Regions from separate parts of the Drosophila melanogaster genome. Here region 1 is linked to region 2. Evidence: chromatin contacts called from public Hi-C data. All regions are on one chromosome and are shown on one strand. The core of a region is the stretch at or near the end of the contact, and the rest is flanking DNA. Distances in the headings are between cores, read along the strand shown.

Evidence for each region. A called contact is a pair of places that touch in the nucleus more often than the background predicts.
Region 1: a Hi-C map of the Kc167 cell line shows a contact between it and region 2, with 2.8 times the contacts expected there. A contact is called at or near these places in 5 of 107 Hi-C or Micro-C datasets (the Clone 8 cell line, the D17-c3 cell line, the Kc167 cell line and 1 more).

What each region holds. Positions count from the first base shown.
Region 1 is chr3L:14,549,693-14,553,700 of dm6, forward strand. It overlaps Gbs-70E (Glycogen binding subunit 70E), which reads right to left and starts at 1,283. Exons shown (of 6, transcript NM_001274913.1): 1 at 845-1,283; 2 at 306-467. The coding sequence starts at 397.
Region 2 is chr3L:14,630,059-14,634,254 of dm6, forward strand. RecQ5 (RecQ5 helicase) reads right to left here and starts at 2,019. Exons shown (of 5, transcript NM_168591.3): 1 at 1,823-2,019; 2 at 462-1,760; 3 at 1-134. The coding sequence starts at 1,925. It overlaps dlp (dally-like), which reads left to right and starts at 2,543. Exons shown (of 8, transcript NM_206353.2): 1 at 2,543-3,324. The coding sequence starts at 3,015.

The DNA.
Region 1 (4,008 bases), core at 33-2,532, 81 kb before region 2:
GTTTTTCAGGTTATCAGACATTTATATCGTTTCTCTTATTAACACGTACACCACTTGTTAAATTCATAAAAGATGATGCATCAGAAAATGCTTCTAGTTCCTTATCAATCGATAAGAAAGTTAAAAAAATATTTTCTTTCGACATGAAAAAACCTGAGAATTGGTACTCTTTCAATGATGTTTGGCTATTTAATTTGTTTTGATTGGCTGCCGAAACTCGTGGATTCACTTAGAGCAATTCTGTGTTAAATTAGTCCAATTGCTGGCTATATTTATTTATGAGTTATATACTTTTGTAAACTTACTTCAACGATTGACGGGGATGTCCGCTCATGAAGTCCGCCAGAAAACTAACGGGTGGACTGTGACTGAATATGGGCGGACTGTGCGAAATCATTTTATATATGGCTTCGATCTGCGCTGATTACAATGATCTCTACAAACAAGGAACTTTGGTATGGAAGCCCCTGTGGAAAAATATAGAAAATTAACGATTTGTTTTTGTTGCTAATCGAAGCGCGGCAATAAATGAACGTTTAATTGGAAAGTAATGTGTAAATAGAATGCATGATCCGAATATATAATATATGTTTATGAAATTTCATATTAATTGCTAATCTCAGGTGGAATCGGAATTAATGATGGTATAATATAGCAATACCATTTCCATAAGAGATAACATTCGAAACGTTGTTAGTTTGGTCCAAATGCATGTTAAAATCAGTTTGATTCGAAACAAGGTGATGTAAATGCTGATACCCAAAATAATAAAATGCCCCCCTTCTTATGTTTTATAAAGTTTTTCATGATATGTTTATTGTGTAGTTTTAGCTTTACAACTAACCGTTAATTGTTATCTCCACTCTGTTTTCCGCTTCACTTTTGACTTCTGGCTAGGAGGTAAGGAACTTTTCTTTTTCTTGTGCAGTCAATCCACTTTAAATTTTACTGTGATCTTTCTTTCTTTGATCTTATTTAAATTTTTACTTTTTCATTTGTACATCACGCGTGAGCGTCAGACAATGAAAAACGATCGTTGGGACGGAACCTTAATTGAATTTATTAAAATCCTCCGATCGGGGCACTTTTTTCGTGGTCACACACACAAAACGACGAACGATTTTTAATAGATTTTTCGCGGACTTTGCTTAAGTGTAGCTAAATTTTCTTGTGTCAATTATTTAACACGGACAAAAAAACAGCAACTAGTTTCCGTCGCGTTCCCCGCTTCGTTCCGTTCCTCCTATGAACCGTACGCTTCGACGATGCGAAAACGAATGAAAATGTTTGTTGCTGCAACTTGCCGTTAAGACTTGATCGGGGCGACAGAAAAAGAGAGAGAGAGAAAAAGAAAAAGAGAGAGATTGGTTGTTTGAATTCCCTTCCAAGACATATAGACATGTTAGTGGAGCGTTTGTAATGTTATCAGAATGTTATATATTCAAGAGGCCAGTATATAAAAACAGAAAACAGAAATAACAGTAAAGCAGAATAAAATAAAATCATCCCATTTTTACTACTAATGAACGACCACATAAAACAGTTAAGTTTTCTGCTCTGTTAGTACTTTAAAGGGTATACATAATTCAGCGTTCTGAACTCGCGTTAGGTTTCTAGAATAGCCCCGGTCTCTCTCTCACTCTCTCTCTCTCTCCTGATCGACGTGGCTTGCATATTTTGATTGCATTTTGGTATTCCGCAGTGATTGTAGTTGTGGTTTCGATTTAGCGTCGGTCCTAGTTGCTTTGATTAGTTTTGGCGCCACTGGCGGTGACAAAAGTCAAAACGGGTGTCAGCCCCTCGAGACATGATCACATGCACGGGAAGCATCCCATCTCCCAAAATCAAATTTCCCACTGAGCCTCGTGGCGCTCAAGTGAATTTCAAGGAGTTTGGCAAACACTTTTTCCGTCTCAGCTTTTTAAATATTTATCTTATCGAAGTCGATAGGTTATAGCCTCTGGTCTGTTCAGTTCAATATTTATAGCCTTACGAACTAGAATTGGTATTATTAGTTAAATTGTTTTTTATTATAAAAGATATTTCACACACAGATTTATAAGGGCCTCTTCCGCACTCAATTGAATATGGGACATTATTCACCACTCGACTCATTTGTGAGTGGGTTTTGGTTTTATGTGTCTGCCCACGCATTTCTTTTATGTGAGGGTGCTCCCCTGACATATGTAAATCAATTAGGCCTTCCATTAGGGTCTCGTGAATGAGACACTTTTAGTCTATTTTCATTGCTGAACTTATAAAAAGCTCTTCGAATTTAATCGATTTTGGTAATAAAAAAGGAAAATATGCAACTATATTAATTGAAATTTTTTATAAATAATAAATACTATAAAACCTAAGTCTATGTCTCAAAAAGTACTTTATCTGCTTTGATAAGTTATCAGCTGATTATAAATGCATTCGTATTAAAAATAGTCCAAGTCATTAGTGATTATAGCTTAAAATTCCTCATCAATCCCATAAAACTCGCGCGTAAGGCCATTATTAAAATAGAAATCAACACCTAAACCTGCGTAAGAGGCTCAAAATTTCAAATACTCAACTAATGAAGCATTGAAATTGATTTTCCTCGTCGCTTTTTCTTTTCCAATCTATGCATGTAGAGTTCAGGCCAGTTTCGACCCACATGATATCTGTCGTACCCACATCAAAACTGTCCCAGACAAGCGGAAACCGCTGAATGCAACCAAGTCTGCTCAAAAATGCAGTCTCAGGCTCGACTATTCGGAACTCGAAATTGTGGTTGGGCCTCCTTTATATAGAGACTGTATATGTATTTGAGTTTTATCTATGCTCTATTTTTGGTGTGCGTGCTCGGTGTACATTCACTCATGGCGGTTCGGTGCATAGGCATGGACATTCGAGTCTTTTTCTTTTTTGATCAGGGAAATGTTTTCGTAATGCCTGATTTGAAATCACATCTCGAAGCCCATGATAATGCAACTCTCTGAAGAGATCACGCTTTTTGTCTCTCAAGAGCCTCAACGACTGTTAAACAAAAACGTACTTTGAATGCGCACTTTCTTCATTTCTTCTTCGACTGCCAACGCAGCATCCCATTGAACCTCGCTGATGAAGGGGGTTTCTGCGGACAAAGGGGTTTCGAAAGGGGTTAGGGGCAAAAGAGCCGGCCGGCTAAGTTGCTTGCCTAGTTGAAAGCCGGTTTCGAGAGATCCCTGCGTGCATACAGAAGTGGTTACTTGAGTGCCTCGTTGCAGTTGCCGGTCATTTTTATCGGCATAGACCAGATGAGATGGCACAGGGGCGTAGTATATGTACGTTATGGAGACTGGGAATTTTATCTCAATGAAGAGCTTTTCATTTAGATTTGTGAAAAATTAAGATATATCGTGATGGTGATTAAACCATTGAATAGATAGGTTTCACTTACATTGGCACCCATTTTCTACTTCCTTGTCGTCAGGAATGCCCTATACCTTTTTTCAGGGTGCATTCAGGCTTCCTAATTACACAACTCTCTTTTTTTGCTCTTATATGCTATTATTCAGCAAGATTTCTCTCTTCGGTTGCACTTGAAATTGCATTTTACCCCCTTCTTTGTTTGCACCCGCTGGCAAATTTAGTGGCACACGCTTTTTACATAAATATGTCTTGTCTATTTCTGTGCAGATTTTCATATTTTCTCATGCATGTATCTTGGGGATGCGGTTGTACTTATAGTTTCCTCGGTTTCAACGGATGTCGTTGGGGACATTTTTCAATTTATGCGAGCGACTTTCCATTTTTCACTCGATTAAGGTGTGTCCCCATGTTGCTGAATCTTGTTAATTATATGGTTAACATGATTTTAACTATTATTAAAATCATTATCATTATTTGATGTATTCAATAATTAACTTGCCCTTCTATGGGGCTATTTATTCTATGGGACTATAAAAAATTTCCACACGTTATGTTTTCATATTTTCAAAATTCAATTTTTTAAAACGCTTCAATAGAAAAACGGAAATTTTGTTTATTTCCAGC
Region 2 (4,196 bases), core at 769-3,268:
CTGCTTAATGAAATCCTGTGATTCCTTTTTGGCTCTCTTGGCCATTGATGAGTGACTCTGACCAGAATCGTCATCTGAGCCAGATTCACCGCCTGCGTACTCCTGGGCAGCACGCTTTATACCTGGTCGGCCGCCTAGTAGGATATAAAAACAAGAGAGAGCGCTATACTCGACCTAATCGACTATAAGATACTTTTTGACATATAATTAAATAAAAAAAATCATTCCAGAGATCCCGCTAGGTCCTTAGACCTTGACGTTCATATGGACGGACAAACGGATGTCCAGATCGACTCGGATAGTAATCCTGGTAAAGAATATCCATACATAAACGCTTCCTTCTACCTGTTACATACTTTTCATCGAATCTAGTATAGCCTTTTACTCTACGAGTAACGGGTATAAAAATATGGCTTTAAGATCAGAAATAGCTAAAAAGATAACGAAGTTTTAAAACTCACCCTCATACAGATCTGCGCAATCCTGTAGCGAAATGTGCGACTTAAAGGCATCATCCATACATAATCGATGAAAAATCTCCAGTGCTTTTTCCGCTTTCTTGGGACGCTTGCAGACATCGCATTGCCCACTACAATCTGGAGTTGGATCTCCAAAGAAATCCGAAAAGAGTTTATGCCTGCAGGTTGTTCGCTCGCAGAATTCCGTGATCTTCTCAAATTGTTTGATAGCTCTCTCCGTAAGCAGCTCTTTGTCACCACGACCCCTGGCTCTGTGGGCATCGTTTTGAAGAAGGAAACGTATACTCCGGACGTCTTCCCGTCCGTAGTATAATCTACAATATGACTGCAAGCCATCGCGTCCAGCGCGACCAGATTCTTGATAATAAGCAGCCACATTTTGGGGTACATCCCAGTGGATAACGAAGCGCACACTTGGTTTGTCCACACCCATTCCAAAACTATTGGTTGCACATATAATGGGCTGATCACCCCGCATCCACGCTTCCTGGACTTCAGTACGTTCTCCTGTTTTCAGACCAGCGTGATAGGCTACTGCTCCGATTCCCTGTTTAGTTACCCCTATCGCCATGCGCTCCACTTGGTCTCGAGTCCGGCAATATACGATTCCGCAGCCTCTTTGTGGCTTGGGTGTATCCTTAAACTCCTTCGGATTGCCCAAGCAGTGTCTGGCGAAATCTGCCAGGTGCTGAAAGTCATCTTCGATAGAATTCTTGTAAACAATGTCATAGAAGAGGTTTTTCCTGAAGCTAGGAGTGCTAAATTGAGCCACGGGTTGGTGGAGGCGCAACTGCTTATATATATCCTCCTTGACTTCCCTTGAAGCTGTGGCAGTCAAAGCCAACCAGATGACGTCGGAATATTTGGAACGCAGCTCCCCCAGCTTTAGATAGTCCGGTCGAAAGTCATGTCCCCATTGGCTAACACAATGCGCCTCGTCGACTGCAAAGTAGGCAAGCTTATTGTGTTTATGGAGGGTTTGCAGCAGGTCTTGAAAAAACTTGGTGGCGGCCTGTTCCGGGGTTATGTAGAGAAACTTCAGGTTGGTTCTCACGGCCTTTAAGTCCATTATAACACGATCCCTTTCTTTGGTGCTCATCTTGGAGTTCAAAGAATCCGCCGGCACTTTCAGTTTGGTTAAATGATCTATCTGATCTTTAATCAAAGCCAAAAGCGGAGAAAAAACAATGGTTATTTGATTCTCTGACATCAAACCAGGCAATTGGAAGCACAGGGATTTACCCGAGCCCGTGGGCATCGACACATACACATCCTGCTTTTCTGTAAGAGAATTACGAGAGGTATTATCTGCGAGATTGGGTAAGAATTTGGCCAATATTCACTTTTAACAGCGCACTTCACGGCTTTTTCCTGTAGATCCGATTTGAATTTCGAGTGGCCAAAATGCTTTTTCAGCGCCTCGTGCACAGCGCTTTCATGCGCCATACTTGGGCTGTTATTTAAATTGCGTTTTATTTAAATAAACATTGTTTTGCTTCAGACCAAAACTGGTTGCCGCCAAAACAGCTGGTTTAGAGATGAACAATGCGGCTAGATAGTGGCTTTCGATAGTGTGGACCTTCCTTTATCGATGTCACATATTTCGAATAAATTTAGATGTCCACACTATTTGTTTTGTACACAAAATATTTTAAATGTGATTAAATAGGCATTCATCTCGCCTATAAGCGCGACATGGAAGTTTTACTTTTTGTGATTAAATTATTCAAAAACCATTTAGCTTACCAACCAATTAATAAATATACAGTCGTGTGTTTGCAAACAAAAAAAATTTATGGTATGTATAATTGTATATGTATAATAATTTATATGTATGTATGTATTAACAGGACCAATCTATTTCTTGTAAAACTTTCGTTATTTTATTTTTAAATTTCACAACTTTCTAACAAACGTTTCCCAGAATGGAATTCTCATAGCCTAGTGACACTGTACATACCTAAAAACGGTGTAAGGCGATAGACATCGATAGCCGCGGTCACCAATCGATAAGCGCAGGCTGAAAAGAATCGACGGTAAGCAGTCGAAATTCAAAGAGACTTCTCAGTCAAAATTTTATAGCCGACTCGCGAGCACGCGCTGTGCTGCTTCTTCCTGCGTTGCGCGCTTTGCTTTCAATTCGCCTTTCGTCGTCGCGGGTGCGTGTGTGTTGGAGCGAGTGCGTCTATGTGCAGTGCGTGTGCCGCTATTTGTTAATTGTTAATAATCCCGATTTAATAACACCCGACAACCATGTTGCACTTCAATTGCTTCTGAACGCAAAATGCGCACTGATAAACGCAAACGACAAAAATAAGTTTCATAATAATAATAATGCCGGCAAACAAAGCGGTGTATTAGTGTGCGTATTTCAGTGTGGGTGCCTGCGTTTGCCAAAATTATTTACCGCAAAAAGAACAAACACAGTCAAAACGATTTGAATCCCAATCGAAACTAAACGACAACAAACGCCGGTGAAATTAGCCCTGTCTCTCGCTCTCTCTTTCCCCTTAAAATAAAGAAAGAGTTATCAAAATGCTACATCAGCAGCAACAACAACAACATCTGCATTGCAGAAGAAAAGCTACAGCAACAACAACTGCCCGCCTTGTGATATTCAGCAGTCCTCTTCTACTATTACTACTCACCACCCACTTGCCGCCCACCTTACAAGCGGACAATGGCCCCGCCCCCCAAGTGGCCGCCCTTGCCGCCCCCAATCCGGCGGGTGGCGTAGCAGGGTCTTCGATCATCGATCAATTCAGTCCGAATTGCAGTGCTGTGACACACATTTTCCAAGCGAGAGGAATCGATGCCATCGAAATTCCCCAAAAACCCAGTAACGGTATGTCCGATATTATATACCAATGGCTTAATAAATACCTGTCGAGAAATATTTATTATTGTAAATATTTAAATTTTAAACAAAGTTATAATTACTTCTTGTGGGTGAAATGTTCAGATCATAAAAATTTTTTTTTAATTTTGAAATACGCTTTAAGTGAAGGATATTAAAAAAAAAACTTAAAGATATTTTCAAGAACTCTGGTACTTTAGTAGGCTTATTATAACTTATTGCCTTCCCATATGGTGTCATTCAAATAGTACAAATTTTAATTTGTAGCGATGTTTAAAGTGCGAAATGGTTGAGGTAGTGCCATTCTTAATGCAAAAAAGATAAGAAAATCCATATCGTGGCAATCAGATCTTTTAAAATGTATACTTACATTGATATATGTAGTATGGAAAAGTATGGTTAGTATGGAAAAATGGACTATAATCTTTAATAAAGTTATTTAATAAGCTTAAAGACCATATTATTTATCCAATGGAATTAAAAACTCAAAGCAACTAATATTGGTATTACCCGAAAAAGAATCCGTATATTTCATAACAATAGTAAATTGCCGGAGATAAGAAACAAGTTTGATTCGCAAAGGAACAAAGAGAACTCGTGTATAAATTGGACGATTCCGTGATTCATTCTGTTCCTTCAACGCGCCTGCAGAGCTCCCTCCACTCCCTCCGCCCCCTGAAGGAAATAAAATTCCAGGCAAATCAACTCGAAATGCGAATAAGCAGCAGCACAAGACAGGCTCTAAATAAGAGAGAGTCCGTCGCGGAGAGCGTGTCCATCCCAGAGATCTTGGCGCATGCGTCGCCTGCTCATCGCAGCCCCCATTTCTGCCCCCGGTCCATTCCTACCCAGTGGGGGCA